2 separate regions of the Astyanax mexicanus genome follow, and region 1 is linked to region 2. The links are chromatin contacts, called in public Hi-C maps. All regions are on one chromosome and are shown on one strand. Each heading gives the region's core, a stretch centred on a gene start, on an enhancer-like site or on the middle of the called end of the contact. The rest is flanking DNA. Distances are from core to core; before and after follow the strand shown. Region 1 holds the start of asb13a.2 (ankyrin repeat and SOCS box containing 13a, tandem duplicate 2). Region 2 holds the start of net1 (neuroepithelial cell transforming 1).

Region 1 (7,081 bases), core at 3,320-5,819, 150 kb before region 2:
AACAGCTCACATGTCATTCATTCATTCATACTAGAGACACAATTATACATTTTAAATGAATTTAAAACAATGCAATGAGATTATTTTGAAGTTCCAGACAGCTGGAGGGTATTCCACTAAGAAAGCTAACTTTTTTTTAATTATTATTATTTTATATATATATATATATATATATATATATATATATATATATATATATATATATATATAAATTAGTTAGTTAGTTAGTATGCACTATAAGCTTTTCTCATAAGTGGCATCCCCCTCCCCCCTTACCTTACTTTTACGTTTATACTTTACGTAGTTTTGAAACCAGTACAGTACTTACACTTGCATAAAAATAAAAATATTTAATTGGTACTTCAACCTCTATGGAAGTTTAAACGGTAGTATTTGTACTTCTACCTGAGTAATTATTGTGAGTAATTTTGAGACCTGGGGGAGTAACATTCAGGCACAAGTATGCAACTGCTGCAAATGTATATATTTATTATAAGTATAGTTAAATAATCATTAATTGTAAGAATATGTTAAATGCTTTACCACCAAAACCGTATGATTATTTGAATAGCTCATCCTTTTCTAATCTTGAACAACTTCAAAGGAACTACATTTCCCAGGATCCATTGCGCTCGTAAGCGCATGTTTCACGGATCATGTGAATCTTCATCTAAAAATAAAGTGAGTTTTACTCGTCTGCATGTATAAACATCCAGCGTGTGTGTGGTAATATTGCACTGAGCCAAACATGGATTTAACTGCGGCTAGACAGACGTTTTATGGAGATATAGGTAAGTGGAGTTCTCAAGTTAATATTTAGTTATTAACTAGGTCCCCTCTTCACTGACTTCAATGCAATGTTTATGGGATGTTAATCCACGTTATTATCTATAGTTCTATATAGAGTGATACTGTTCAGGCCGTTGCTGTGTATATATTCCCCTGTTTTATTGTATTTACCCGGGTTAGTGCTGTGTTTATCTCAGGTTTCTGGGCGGACCGCACTCCTGTACATGAAGCTGCTTCTCTAGGCCGGGTTCTGCAGCTCAGACAGCTGCTGGATGGAGGGGCTCTGGTGAACACAGTGACGGTGGATAACATCACCCCCCTACACGATGCCTGCATCCAGGCCCACCCGCAGTGCGTGCGCCTGTTGCTGAACGCCGGAGCGCAGGTGCAGTCAGCACTACTGAATAACACATGGCGGATTAATACTAGCTAGATTAACTAGTTAAGTGTATACTCGTGCATCTAAAAAAAAAAAAAAGATCATAAAAAAAATTACTTTATTTCAGCAATTCAGTTCAAAATGTGAAATTCATAAATTATATAGATTTATTACACACAGAGTATGATCTATTTTAAGCATTTATTTCCTTTACTATTGATATAAGACCAATTGGTACTTTTGGCAGTGTAGGAAATGTGCCAAGGCCTGCCGGAAAATGAAATCCGCATCTCCATAAAAGTTGTCAGTAGCAGAGGGAAGCATAAAGTGCTGTAAGATTTTGTGGGAAAACAAAACTGCACTGACTTTAGACTTGATAATAAAGCACAGTGGATCAACACCAGCAGATGACATGTCTCTCCAAACCATCACTGATTGGTGGAAACTTCACACTAGACCTCAAGCAGTTTGGACTGTGTCTCTCTCCGCTTTTCCTCCAGACTCAAGTCCCTTGATTTCCAAATTAAATGCAAAATTCACTGATGGCCAGTGATGGTTTGGAGAAATATGTCATCTGCTGGTGTTGATCCACTGTGTTATATCAAGATCAAAGTCAGTGCATTGATGGAACCATGAATTCTGATATATATCTGAAGGAAAATGTCAGGACATCAAGGAATGGTTCAAGAAGAGTACATTTAATGTTTGAAAGCATTAACTTACCAAGTTCTAGGTGAAAGTCCTTACCTTATTTTAAACAAAACATTATAGGAAGAACCTGAAGCAAGCAGTTCTTTTGAAATTTACCAACTAAACGATTTCAGACCCCTCACTCCACCTGTCATGCTTTTAAGGTTGATGTGAGGAATATCCATGGTAGCACCCCTCTGTGCTATGCATGTGCAGCAGGCAGTGTGGAGTGTGTGAGGCTGCTTCTGGATCATGGTGCTTCAGTCAACCCCACCCTCACTGCCCTCACTGCCTCCCCACTCCACGAGGCCTGCATCCGAGGTAAGACCAATCAGAAGCAGTATTACAAACCCAGTGTGTGTGATCATAGTCCAGCTGTACAACTCATCTATGAGCAAACATAATCTATTGATCTAAATACTGGATGGATAAAAAGATATAGCAGAACAATAATAGCATGTTATGACTATAAATCATTAGCAGTTGTTTTGACAGAATAAATGATTCTGACATCCTTTAAATGTTTACTAATTTTTACTGTTTGATAGACCAATGTTATATTTGTTCTTAAGTGTGTCTATTCCCATTTGTTCATAAACCTCAGGAAAACAAAATACCATGAAAACGTTTTTTTGTATTATAACATCACACGTTTGCCATATCATCTATCTTAAAAATAAACCTGAAAGCCACACTACTCTTTAAAAATACCCTTAATAGTTTATGTATTTGGTCATATTAATTATGATTAACCATACTGTGCAATTTACAAGTAATTTCCCTTTGCTGTAATCTTTAATTAACTTTTAATTGCGTCTAAACCATTACCTGAGTTCTGATTTTTTCCAGAGCTGTATATGGATATCTCCGTTCATTAGAATCACTATGTTTGGTGCAGGTAATCCAGAGTGTGTAAAGCTGATATTATCAAGGGGAGCACAGCTGGAGGCGTTTGACATTTACTTCGGGACGCCGCTGCATGCAGCCTGTGCTAAAGAACATGTGGAATGTGCTCTGCTGCTCCTTAATGCAGGTGAGTATTTGATTGTACTATCTTATAAGGAACATTCAGACTATTTTATGCTCTATTATACATTAAAAATCTTACCTGCTTTGAAATGATCTCAATAATGTTTCTGAAAAGAATAAAAGCACTATGTTTAAAGGTGCCAGAGTGAATGCCATAAAGTTCCATGAGACAGCTCTCCATCATGCTGCGAAAGTGTGCCGGACGGACCTCATTGAGCTTCTGGTGGAGTTTGGGGGAAACATTTACGTCACAGATAATCTGGGTCGCAAACCCATAGACTACACCACTCCTGGCTCTCCAGCTCACCTCTGTCTACAGCACTTTGAAAGTGAGAGCACTGCCTGATTATAAAACTGTCTGTTTACTGGTTTTTTTGGCTTTGCAGGAAATAGAAAAAGGCTTCTTAACTTTTAATGTTTAATATCCAAAAATAAATGTATATATATATATAAAAAAATCATGGTGACTTTGTTCTGTTTTAAAAATATTTTTTTAAACCCAGATTGTTCAAAGCTATTCACATTAATTAATCCAAGTAACCCAAGCATTTACATGCATCTGTAACTCTTGTGTGTGTTTTCTACAGATATTCCTCTCTCTCTGCAGCAGCTGAGCCGTATTGCACTGAGGACAATGCTGGGAATCAGAGCTCTGCAGGTTGTGACCAAACTGGACATCTCACAGCGCATAATCAGTTACCTCTGTTATAAACAATGGTCCAGCACAACTGAATTATAATACTGTATTAAAGCTGAACACAATAATGCAAAGAGGAAAACGAGTCCATGGACTTTGTTTTTGCACTTTTAGCTGCTAAGGTCTTATAATGTGGTGCCATGAATGTTATGATTGTAATAATGTATAAATGTAATAAAAAATAAATATTAGTTTTTTTTTCTTTTGGCTTGGCATGACCGTGAGATAAATGTTATCAGAGAACTTCTAGAGAGGAGCATAACTGATCCTGAGGGATTACAACCCAAATGAATGGGTTTAAATGGAGGATTTGAGCAATGTTTGATCAATGTTTGAAATACTATTTTGCTTAACACAAAACAATAAAAAATTCCAGTACCACATAGATCATTTTAAAGCTTTTCAGTTCCACTTATAAGCCTTTAAACTTGATCTGGCTGTAACTCCAGAATATTCCAAGATGACAATGCCAGGATTCATCGGGCTGGAATTGTGAAAGAGTGGTTCAGAGATCATCATTTTCACACATGGATTGGGCATCACCTTAAACCCACTGAGAATTTTCAGGGTTTGTACTGGAGAAGACTTTGCGCAGCGGTCAGTCAGTCTCTACCATCATCAATGCTGCAAGATCTTGGTGAAAATTTAATGCAACAGTGGATTGAAAAAAATCTTGTCACATTGAAGAAGATTAAAGAAGAAACATTGGTTTTGAATCACAGTTTTCATGCATTTTGGCAAGTTATCCTCCACCAGTCTTACACACTGCTTTTGGATAGATTTGGTTTGATGGCTTGTAATCATCCATCTTGATTATATTCCAGAGTTTTTCAATTTTGTACAATCAGAGAAACAATGAATGTGCTGAAATCGAAGCTAAAGGCGGTCCAACCAAATATTAGAGTGTGTGACGTTTTTTTTGCCCGGGCAGTGTATAAAATGGGCAGGCTTTTTACACACCGGCTCTGATATGACTGCACTACAACTCCCATAATGCCTTGTCGGGTCGGAGCTGAAGCAGGAGCGACCACGTGGTACGCTTGCCGCATTTGTAAACACGGCATGTTTATAGCTACAGTATTCAGTGTAGCGGTGTTTTAAAGAGAATTTGGTTGGTTTTAGTCGGTATTTATTAGTTTAAGTAGGAGGATGGAGGTGGAAACAGCAGTGCCGTATTTCTTCGGTGATATCGGTGAGTCTGAGGGCACGGAGCTCGTTTATTCAGGACATTTATTGCAGCAGCGCCATGAGTGTTAGAGAAGCCGGTGTTGTGACGGCATGTGCTCATCTACTCACACTGCATGAGATTCAGCTGTCAGTACAGGCCTACTGCCAAAGTTAATAGATAATATACGCTCTAAAACGTACAGTTCTTTAGTTTATAATACTGTCACATCACGGTTTTGTATATGATCTCATTTAGAACACGCAGCTGTACACCTATTAGGCATAACATTATGACCACCTCCATGTTTCTACACTCATGTTTTCAGAGCTGGTATTATTTGGGTGGTGGGTCATTATTCTTAGCACTGTAGTGATACTGACATGGTGAAATGGTGGTTGTCTATGAGGTGCTAGTGTGGGATGTGCTTGTATAAGTGGATCAGATACAGCAGCAGTGATGCTGGAGTTTTTAAACACTGTGTTCACTCTCTGTCCTTTACTCTTTAGCCCTATCTGGACGGGATTAGTTTCTCAGGGGGTCCTGGTGTAATTTTTTTCTTTTATAGATTTTATTCCCGCACGGAACAACCATGTACCTGTTTTTCTCAGACGTCCGCTGAAAAAAATACAGGCTGAATTATCTACTGTTTTCCGCTGACCTCCGTGGTCCTCCGGTAATTTTAGTCCTGTCCAGACTCACATCTGAGTTTTTTGCCCATTGCCACACATGGTAATTACAATCCATGTTAACCAAACAGCCAGTGGAAACCAAGGAGCTACTGAACATGATGTCATGTGACCGAGAAAGCCAAAAAAACTCACTGGTCCTAGTTCTAACTTCTACTCAGTGATTTTTTGCTCAATGTGGCTTAGATCTGATTTTTTATGGCTTTGTGAACGTGCCAAATCTGAATTTTTCGAGGTCACTTTCATATGTGGTTTTAAATCGGATATGTATCCGATCCATGGACATGCGACATGTATGTGAACAGTTAAATAAGAATTTATGCATCTTTTTGCTCTTACGCATGTGCTACGTGCTTCTCTCTCGTACCCACACATCTCTTGGTGCAGCAGTGCATCTATAGCTGAAAAAACAGCAAAAGAAAACCGCCTGACCTTTTTCACCTCCTCAACTTAAGTATAACTTCAGACCAGCTTTTTATTCTCCACTCCAGCAAAAGATGCTCCACATATGAGCTGCCAGTGCATCAATTTCACCTTGTAAAGCTATGAGCCTCTCAAATATGGCGTTTTTTTGGTGAAGAAGGCCATGTATATACACGCATCAATGTGCACATGTGAGGCAGCGTTTCAGGGACAGATTCGTTCACATTCGTACTCACAGATACAGCTCACTTAGGTTTGTGAATGTGAACCGTCAAAATTCAGCAAATCTGATCTGAGTAAAAAATCGGATTTGAGCAATGTGCTTTTATTGTGAACATAACAATTTTTTTTTAGTTTGGGATCTTGTCTATAGTGAATTGTACATACTAGAAATAAACTGTTCTTTGTATTTGTATTTGTGTGTGTGTGTGTGTGTGTGTGTGTGTGTTAGGTTTCTGGTCGGAGAGGACAGAAGTACATAAGGCTGCTTATCATGGACAGGTGAGCCAGCTGCAGAGTCTAATCCAGAGCGGAGCTTCAGTCAATATTGTAGCTGTAGACTCCATCACTCCACTCCACGAGGCCGCTGTTCGGGGACAGACGCAGTGTGTGAGGCTGCTGCTGGATGCTGGAGCACAGGTTAGAGTCATGTTTTATATTTACTACGAGAAGATTTATCATTTTAATACCTGTCTTTTTTATAACTTGGTGTTTCAAGACTGCTTCGGATAAAGTATTGTTACAGTATTGTATACAAAATGACAAAAGCCATGGGATTGCAACATGTAATTTGATTATTAAGTGTTACCTCCACTTGGGAATACCATGATGATCTTGACCGGAAGCATCAGGCTAGAATTGTTCATGATAACAGACAGGCAACTCTGGCAGGGCTTATCTATCATGGGACATAGTTAGGGCATAATTTGTAATGATAACCTATAACATTATACCACTAACATTTTATTGTAATTTCAAGGGGTGGAGATATTAGGCAGCAAGTGCACCAACAGCCCTTAAAATGTTGGAAGCAGAAAAATGGGCAAGCCTTAAAAATATCTTAAAATGACTTAAATTAAAATCTGGGTAATTAAGGTCTTAAATTGTCTTAAAATGACAGTAAATTTGCTGTAGGTGTTAAGTTTTCAGACGGTGCGTTTAATGCTGGTGGGGAAACGTATATCGTCAGCATCTAATCCCAGGAGCGGAGAGCTAGCTAA
Region 2 (7,347 bases), core at 673-3,172:
TCAAAACAAGCAAACCAGTGTTCATTTTAAATGGTTCTATACATCACCAAAAATCATAATCAATACACATTTATAACCTCTTTTTCAGTTTTATCTGGAACTTTAACTGTTCAGACTGTAGCTCTGCTGACATTTGGGAAGTCAAAGGTTGTGTGGGGATTGGCAGGAGGTACTGAAAGCACCCAACCAACACGAAAGAGGAAACCAGCAGCTTTGCCAATGTAAACTCTTCCCTACTTATCTTAGAACTTAAGAGAACAGCTTTTCTTCATGCTATTCCTGCTCTTTCACAGGACTTACTGGAGAAATCTGGCTAAAAAGAGAAGTTACCATGTTTGGATAAGTTTTGGACATGAACTCTTGCCATATTGCCATATTACAGAGAGCATCATTACATTTGTTTCAGAAAGATTAGAGAAACATAGCAAATTCTCACTAACCATATTTCCTTTAATCAAGCTGCACTCTTTCTGTAATTTGGGAAATATTTATAAGCAAGACGGTTATGTCAGTGTGTTATCTTTACAGACAGGACCAACTTACAGCTGCCTCTGAAGCACAGGCTCATTAATGATGTATTCTAATCAGTGTGAATTGAGCTCCACCGTGTGGGGGAACAGAAGAACTACAGAACATGAAAATATCAGTATTTAAAATGAAAATCCTGTATGACTTGCAAAATGTACAGTGTTTCCGTTACAAGCACAAACTTACTTTAACATTCTAATGGCTGGTTAAGTAGCAGAGTTTAATGAGCAGATTCTTACGCTGCACTAGCTTGTAAACAAGTATGTAAAAGTGTAATCAATCACATTACAGTGTTGAGGGAATATTTACTGCTGATCACAAACAGAATATCTAACTTCCGCAATTGCATATTTACGCAATTGCACATTTACAAAAAACAGTAGTAATAGTAGTAGTAGTTTTATTACAAAAATAAAAAATGCAGTATCTTAGTGCAAATCATTAAGTGAATAAAACTGGTGATGTTGTTATAGTGGCACCTTTCATGCAGTAAGCACAGGACTTTAAGGATCTGCTGCTAACAAATTGGTGCCATATATCATGGGACAGGTTTAGAGCTCATTTAGAGGCTATGCTAAAACATAACGTTTTCTCGGCACAAGAGGTAACGTAAATACACAATACTGGGCAGGTGTTTCTAATGTTATGTCTAATCAATGTGTATACACTAACAGCTAGTGTTTTTTAAATGTAGATAATGAAGTAGCGAACTACAAAAAGTTACCATCTAACCCAACACTATATCTAGCTACCTGCTGGATAGTTTATTATTGTTAGTTAGTTAGATAGCTAACTAATTAATTGTCTCAACCAAGCTTATAAGGAAGGAAAGTCTAAATTTGTGTGCGAGAGAACAGCGAGGCCTAGACATAAACAGGCTACGGCTAGTAAGTTAGCTAGCTAAGCTAGTTAGCCAAGTTGCTAAAACAGCTGTCGAATATGGTTGATTTATGTACCAGTTAGCCAGCAGCTAAGTTACTTAGATAGCCTAGCTCATGTGTTAGCTAGTTAGCGAGCTAACTTCAAAACACAGCTAGCTACGTAACTAGAATTCTGCACATAAAGAATAAAGAAGTCATATTTTGTTAGTTAACTAAGAGGAGCCTGCTGGCTGAGCGGCTGGCTGCCCTGTCCCCTCACCGTCTCCGGTCGCTGCTCCCGGGGGACTCGGGCTCCGCGTCCGCCACAACAGACTTTCTCCGCAGACTCGCTTTCCTCTTCGGCCTCTTATTTGCAGCAGCGGGCGGCGCAGTCTGTGGCTCATCTATGTCCTCCATTGAAAATAACAGACCTAAAAATGCGGTGCGCTGTAAACAAAGCCGGAGCTGAAATGTAAACTAACCGAATTATTATAAACGGATATGGGAGTAATATTAGTGAATGAAAGCGGGGGGAAGGGAATGTATTCAAACGGACACCGAAAAGGTTTGAATATGGCGGAACCTTGAATTCTGACCAATAGGGAAGAAGATAGGGCCAGGGTTGCTACGATACGGGCTGGAATGGGCGGAGTCACGCGGGCGTCTTCTCTGTCTGCAGAGCAGCGGATTTAAAGCAGCAGTTTCAGACCAACGGTACTCTGCGCATGCGTTAACACTTGCTTCGTTTTTGTTATGCTACCTTCAAGCTGTGTCGAAAATATTTTTATATCTCGTATTTACAAGATAAGAGCACATGAACGCCACCACAAACTCGTATTTACCAGTGGGAAACACATATTTTTAGACCAGGCCGGAGTTTCCCAGTTGGGGGCGTGTCAGTAACAAGAGATAAATAAATTAATTACATTTATTTAAATTAATAAATACATTAAATAAATTGATGCAGACAGTTCGTAATGTAAACCGCTTAACACTTGCAGTTTGTTATAAGCTAACTAATAAAATCACTAGCAATACATGAAAAATAAGTGTAAAAGTCTAATATTATTTACGGTTCTAATGGGATAAAAAAAATCACTCAACTAATGCGAGTCATATTCGTCTTATGTAAGTACGAATTTTCGATGATGACTTGAAGGCAGCATATTCTGGTGAACACTTTAATAGTTTTAGGAGGTATTACGATCATTTAGGACAAAAAAAACGTTCTTTTAATGCAGGCTAATTATCACACATATTAGGCTTATGTGTCCTGACTTATCTCTCAATTACCCTTGAATTTAACTACTTACACTTACTTATACATCTACATACCAGAATTAATTATTCACCTCTAATATGCAATACATATGATGTATAATGTATAACTTTGCTGCAATATTTTATATTTACTATGGTTTCCATGCCAATATTTATGATGTCCTCTTCTGTCTTATACTGCTTGTCTATTTATTTTACTATTTATTGTAAATTTATGGACACTTATATTCTTTTTCCGAGCTGTGACTTCAAATGTCCTAAATGTGTGAGTTATAAAGGTTATGACTTAATCATAGATGTGTTTTGGGTGTAATGTGAAACAAACCAATCACCGTTTCACTTGCCAGAGGCAGGTGTGCTCTGACTTTGGCACGTTGGTATCTTAACAGTGCAGTGCTTTGCGCATCTCAGCAGAGGATTACTGGCCTGCACATTCATGCTTTGAAGGTGCGCCCACAGGTAATTTCCAGGAACAGCAATGTTATTTTATTTCGTTTTATGTTTATTGTTGATATAAAAGCTGGATTGGCTTCAGAGAGGCAGATGTAGAAACTAGCAGCAGTCAGATTCATCCAGAGGTGTTTTTAAGGGAAAGAGGGATCATTAAAATGTGTGATAAATAGCAAGTATGGTGTATGAGTGTGAGAACAGAGCTAATACTGTGAGTTCTTCTGCTGGGTAAGAGAAAGAGTTGGCAAATAAACCCCACAGCTTCTCCAGCTTCTCATGCCTGGTTAAGAAGGATAAAGTGAAGAGTCCCAGAGGATGTGATCATGCATATTGGGCCAAACATCCTCTTTAACCATTTATCAGATCTCTGTTAATTTGTTCTGAGCAAGGCATCACATTCCACACAGTGTTTTCAGTCAATCAGACCATGCCTAGAGTAATATTCACACACGCCACTCTTTCTTCTCCAGCCCTTATGGGTAATTACAGTGGTTTTGTAATATAACCTAACTGATGTTCTTTAGCTTCAGAATCCCAAGCCACCTGCCACCTGCCCAACCAGTTAACCTCTCTGCTCAGCGCATCTCACATTCAGCTGCTTTCGGCTTTCAGCTCATTTGGCAGGCAGCTTGATTCTGTTAAACGCCCACGTGAGCTGGAGCCCAGCGCAAACAGACTATTCAGTGTCTGAATGTTCATCAGCACAACAAAGGCTCGCATAAAACAAATATTCTCAGCCACAATTACAATAGACAGACACCACTCCAACAGGCTTCATGTTCTCCACCCACTACAGTTTATTAGTCACAGCCACACTGTAGAGGTATTGTTGTAAAGTGAGCCCAGAATTGAAGAATCAGCTGTACAATCAATCAGTCAATCAATCAACCTTTATTTTCCCATCTGGCACCAACATCAATAGAAGTTAATTTCAGGTTGAATGTCATGACATCAGACACAACATTTTTTTTTACGTAAGGATAACCTCTAATACTTCTATGTGCCTGCAGGGTTGACTTGAAGTACATTAAGGGCAACCCTAATTTTTAATGTAGTCAAGTTTTTGTATTAACATGACAAAAAAAAGGATTTATTTATTTTAAAATAACAATAAATCAAATATAGAAATTTGTTTTAATTGAAAAGAAATTAAGACCAAAAGAAGATAAGATTAATACAAGAAAAAACAGCTAAAACTAATTTTTACATAGTATAATAAAAATATTAATAATAAAAGAAACACAAAAAGTGGAAAAAGAAAAAATGGTGTAAACCATTATAATATATTAAAATTATGTTGAGGCTTTTATAACTGTGCTTTAAAATCATAAATTTGCTGGACTTGAACAGTCCATTTTGGCATCTTTACATACACCCTATGGGCAGTAATATTGAAAAAAAAACAGTCTAAGTTTATACTGTTTTTGTAACTACATTTAGCAAAAAAAAATAACTTTATAAATATAACTTCAGAAATCTGATTATATTTAGATAATTGAAGGCATGTAAACACCCACATTATATATAAAGTTACACAAAATATTGCCCTAACAAACATTTCTGTAGATTTAAATGTCACGGTCATGCACACCTGCTGCCCAGGCCACTGGTGTCCTTCAGTAGATGAGCTCTTTGCTGGAGTGGATGTTTAGAAGATGTTAAGCTGTGCTAATGACTGGCAGTAGGCTTGTTCTGAAGAGGCATTGTATAATTATGCATTAATGCAGTGCTGATTAGCATCATCATTTTTATGTGTTAATTAGGTCTCAATTCATTTAAATGAATAAGGTCGTTTTGAATCCCAACACAATAAATATATGCTTTATAACAAAATGTTTTCTGATGAATTTAATAATGTCTGACTTTGAGTAGTGAAATGATTTAGCTGCTTTTGATTACAGTGGCAGTAGGAGCAGAACATGTGTGCATATGTATATAGAAATATGTAGTGTAAGGACAGGTAGTTACATTATAAATAGCAGGCATGTGTTCAATTATGAGGCTTCAACAGCATGATATAACATAATTTAAACTACTCTGCAAAAAATTATTAAATACAATAAAAATAATAATGTTTTATTAAACAGAGCAGTGTTTAAGGTCTTTATAAACACAGCGAACAGTCAGACTTTATGAGGTGAGTATTTCATAATGTCGCAGCTCCACAGATGGGCTTTTGAATGGAGCTGTTTGAACAGTAACACGGACAGAACAACTTGTATGTTCAGTTTTTTTCTATCAAGCAAATCTTAAGTCGTGACGATCCATGTTAGTTCTTAAAGAGGGCCAGAATTAGCTGTTATTGTTTTTTAGAACCATGCTTCTCCATGCTTCTTCTAGATCTGACTAAATTGTCATTTTTAATAATTAATTTTACAGGGTAGTTATACAATATATTAAATTTTACTATTATATTCATTAGAAATTCCTTGACTGTTTGTATGTCCACACTTAATGTGCTAATGTAAGTTTCAAAGTTTGATGTAAAAATATGATTTCCTTACAGCGGTGGTAATAAAAACCAGGGGTTATTATGTCTCCAATGCAACTGATTTACTATTAGGAGTTTTATTTATTATGTACAATGAGCCTTTAATGTTTAAATGCCTCTAATGTACCACTTTACCATATATGTGTTTTAAATGTGTATGAGGGCAAAGCTTTATTGATGATTTAGTGTATTATCTTTCTTTTGAGTTCTTATAACACATCACACACACACACACACACACACACACACACACGAACAGTTATGACTCAGTATTTGTCTAGAATGACACATTTCCCATCAAACCATTCAGAATGACTAGATTTAGTTTTTTTTTTCACATTTTTAGTCACTGGACTTTCCCTTTTAAAACATTGTTTAATATACACATCATTGTTTTTGGCCGTCATAACTTTTCAATGTATTTGCAATAACTAGACCATAAATATTTTTTTTCCCTTTATCTTTTGTTTCTGCATACCAGGATTTCACAACACCCAAGAGTCTATTATCTATTACAAAAATACTCATATATAAATGAATGGTATGTATTTTTACAGACAGCAGAGGGCGCCATTGCTTCATTTCATCTAGTTTATAGCAACATTGAAAAGAGGTACTTTACTAATTGAATTTAAAAATCACATAATACTCTAAATACGAAGCAGTATTTTAGTTTTTTTATTCTTTTTTTTCTAGGTTTAAACTTAATCTGGCTTTTGTGAACAACAGCACTTTGAAAAAGGTAATCTGATTACTGATAACTCCTTTTAAAATGTAACTTAATTACTTGATTTTGAAGTTACTTTCAGCAGCTGCTGACAACACCCCACCCCGTCTTTCTCGTACATCCTTTCAACATGTCCATCCGGACGCTACAATATCATTTTACTAAGAAAAGAAAACACTCAGTGACTTTGATAAGCAATTTTAATCTAATTACTGGAAGTAATGAATTCCAGTTACTGAATTACTGAAAAAATGGTCAGATTAGTAACACAAAACAAAGGGTTTGTTCAAATGAGCTGAATTTCATTCCAATAAAAAGAAAATAATTTAGATTCTTAGATTAGACAGATTCTTCACCTTTGCCTTCATTAAAGAAACATTTTGGTGTGCTTAAAACATTTTTGTGTGCAGTGCTGTTGTGTGTCCAGGAGCCAGCCTAATTAAGCTACAGAAACCAATGGCTCCCAGTCTCGTTCCTGAAGATGTACTCCCCCTGCATTCTCCAAATTTACTACAGACCCTAATTTAACACATCTGTTCCCCTAATTGACAAGACTAGCAATGTGTGAACAGTAAGTGTGAAGGAAAATGGGTTTAAAATAAGTTATGGTTGAAACTGAACTTTTTAGGGCAAATCTTTCAAAGAAAGGTTGGGGGTAGACTTGCTACAGTTTCTGTCCCAGATTCAGATTTTACAGAAATCCAGGTCCAGAGCCCTGGGGAGCAAGCAGTCGATGACAGTGGAAAATCTCCCCAAGAACACAAGGACAAAACAATTAGGAAGAACCTAAAGTTGTAAGATAACTCATCATCCACTGGGATGCTTCAGAGGTTAGGGGTTCATGTATGAATTCTGCAGCTTTGGAGCTAACTGGAAATCACAGCATATTTTGTAGCATCCCACTGGGCTCTGTTTTAGGGCCTATATAAATGTTTAATTTGACAGTAATTAATAAGAGGGTGATTATATACAGGGTCCAAAGGGTAATTAAACAAGAAGGCTGTCACCAC

Evidence for each region. A called contact is a pair of places that touch in the nucleus more often than the background predicts.
Region 1: a contact with region 2 is called in a Hi-C map of muscle, with 15 times the contacts expected there. The contact joins the promoter of asb13a.2 here to the promoter of net1 in region 2. A contact is called at or near these places in 2 of 3 Hi-C or Micro-C datasets (both in muscle).

What each region holds. Positions count from the first base shown.
Region 1 is chr2:8,624,510-8,631,590 of AstMex3_surface, reverse strand. It overlaps asb13a.2 (ankyrin repeat and SOCS box containing 13a, tandem duplicate 2), which reads left to right and starts at 4,569. Exons shown (of 7, transcript XM_049473302.1): 1 at 4,569-4,776; 2 at 6,313-6,500. The coding sequence starts at 4,734. It overlaps asb13a.1 (ankyrin repeat and SOCS box containing 13a, tandem duplicate 1), which reads left to right and starts at 259. Exons shown (of 6, transcript XM_007252400.4): 1 at 259-791; 2 at 987-1,174; 3 at 2,023-2,179; 4 at 2,757-2,891; 5 at 3,025-3,216; 6 at 3,475-3,775. The coding sequence starts at 749. The coding sequence ends at 3,626.
Region 2 is chr2:8,468,651-8,475,997 of AstMex3_surface, reverse strand. It overlaps net1 (neuroepithelial cell transforming 1), which reads right to left and starts at 1,922. Exons shown (of 10, transcript XM_015606657.3): 1 at 1,669-1,922. The coding sequence starts at 1,805.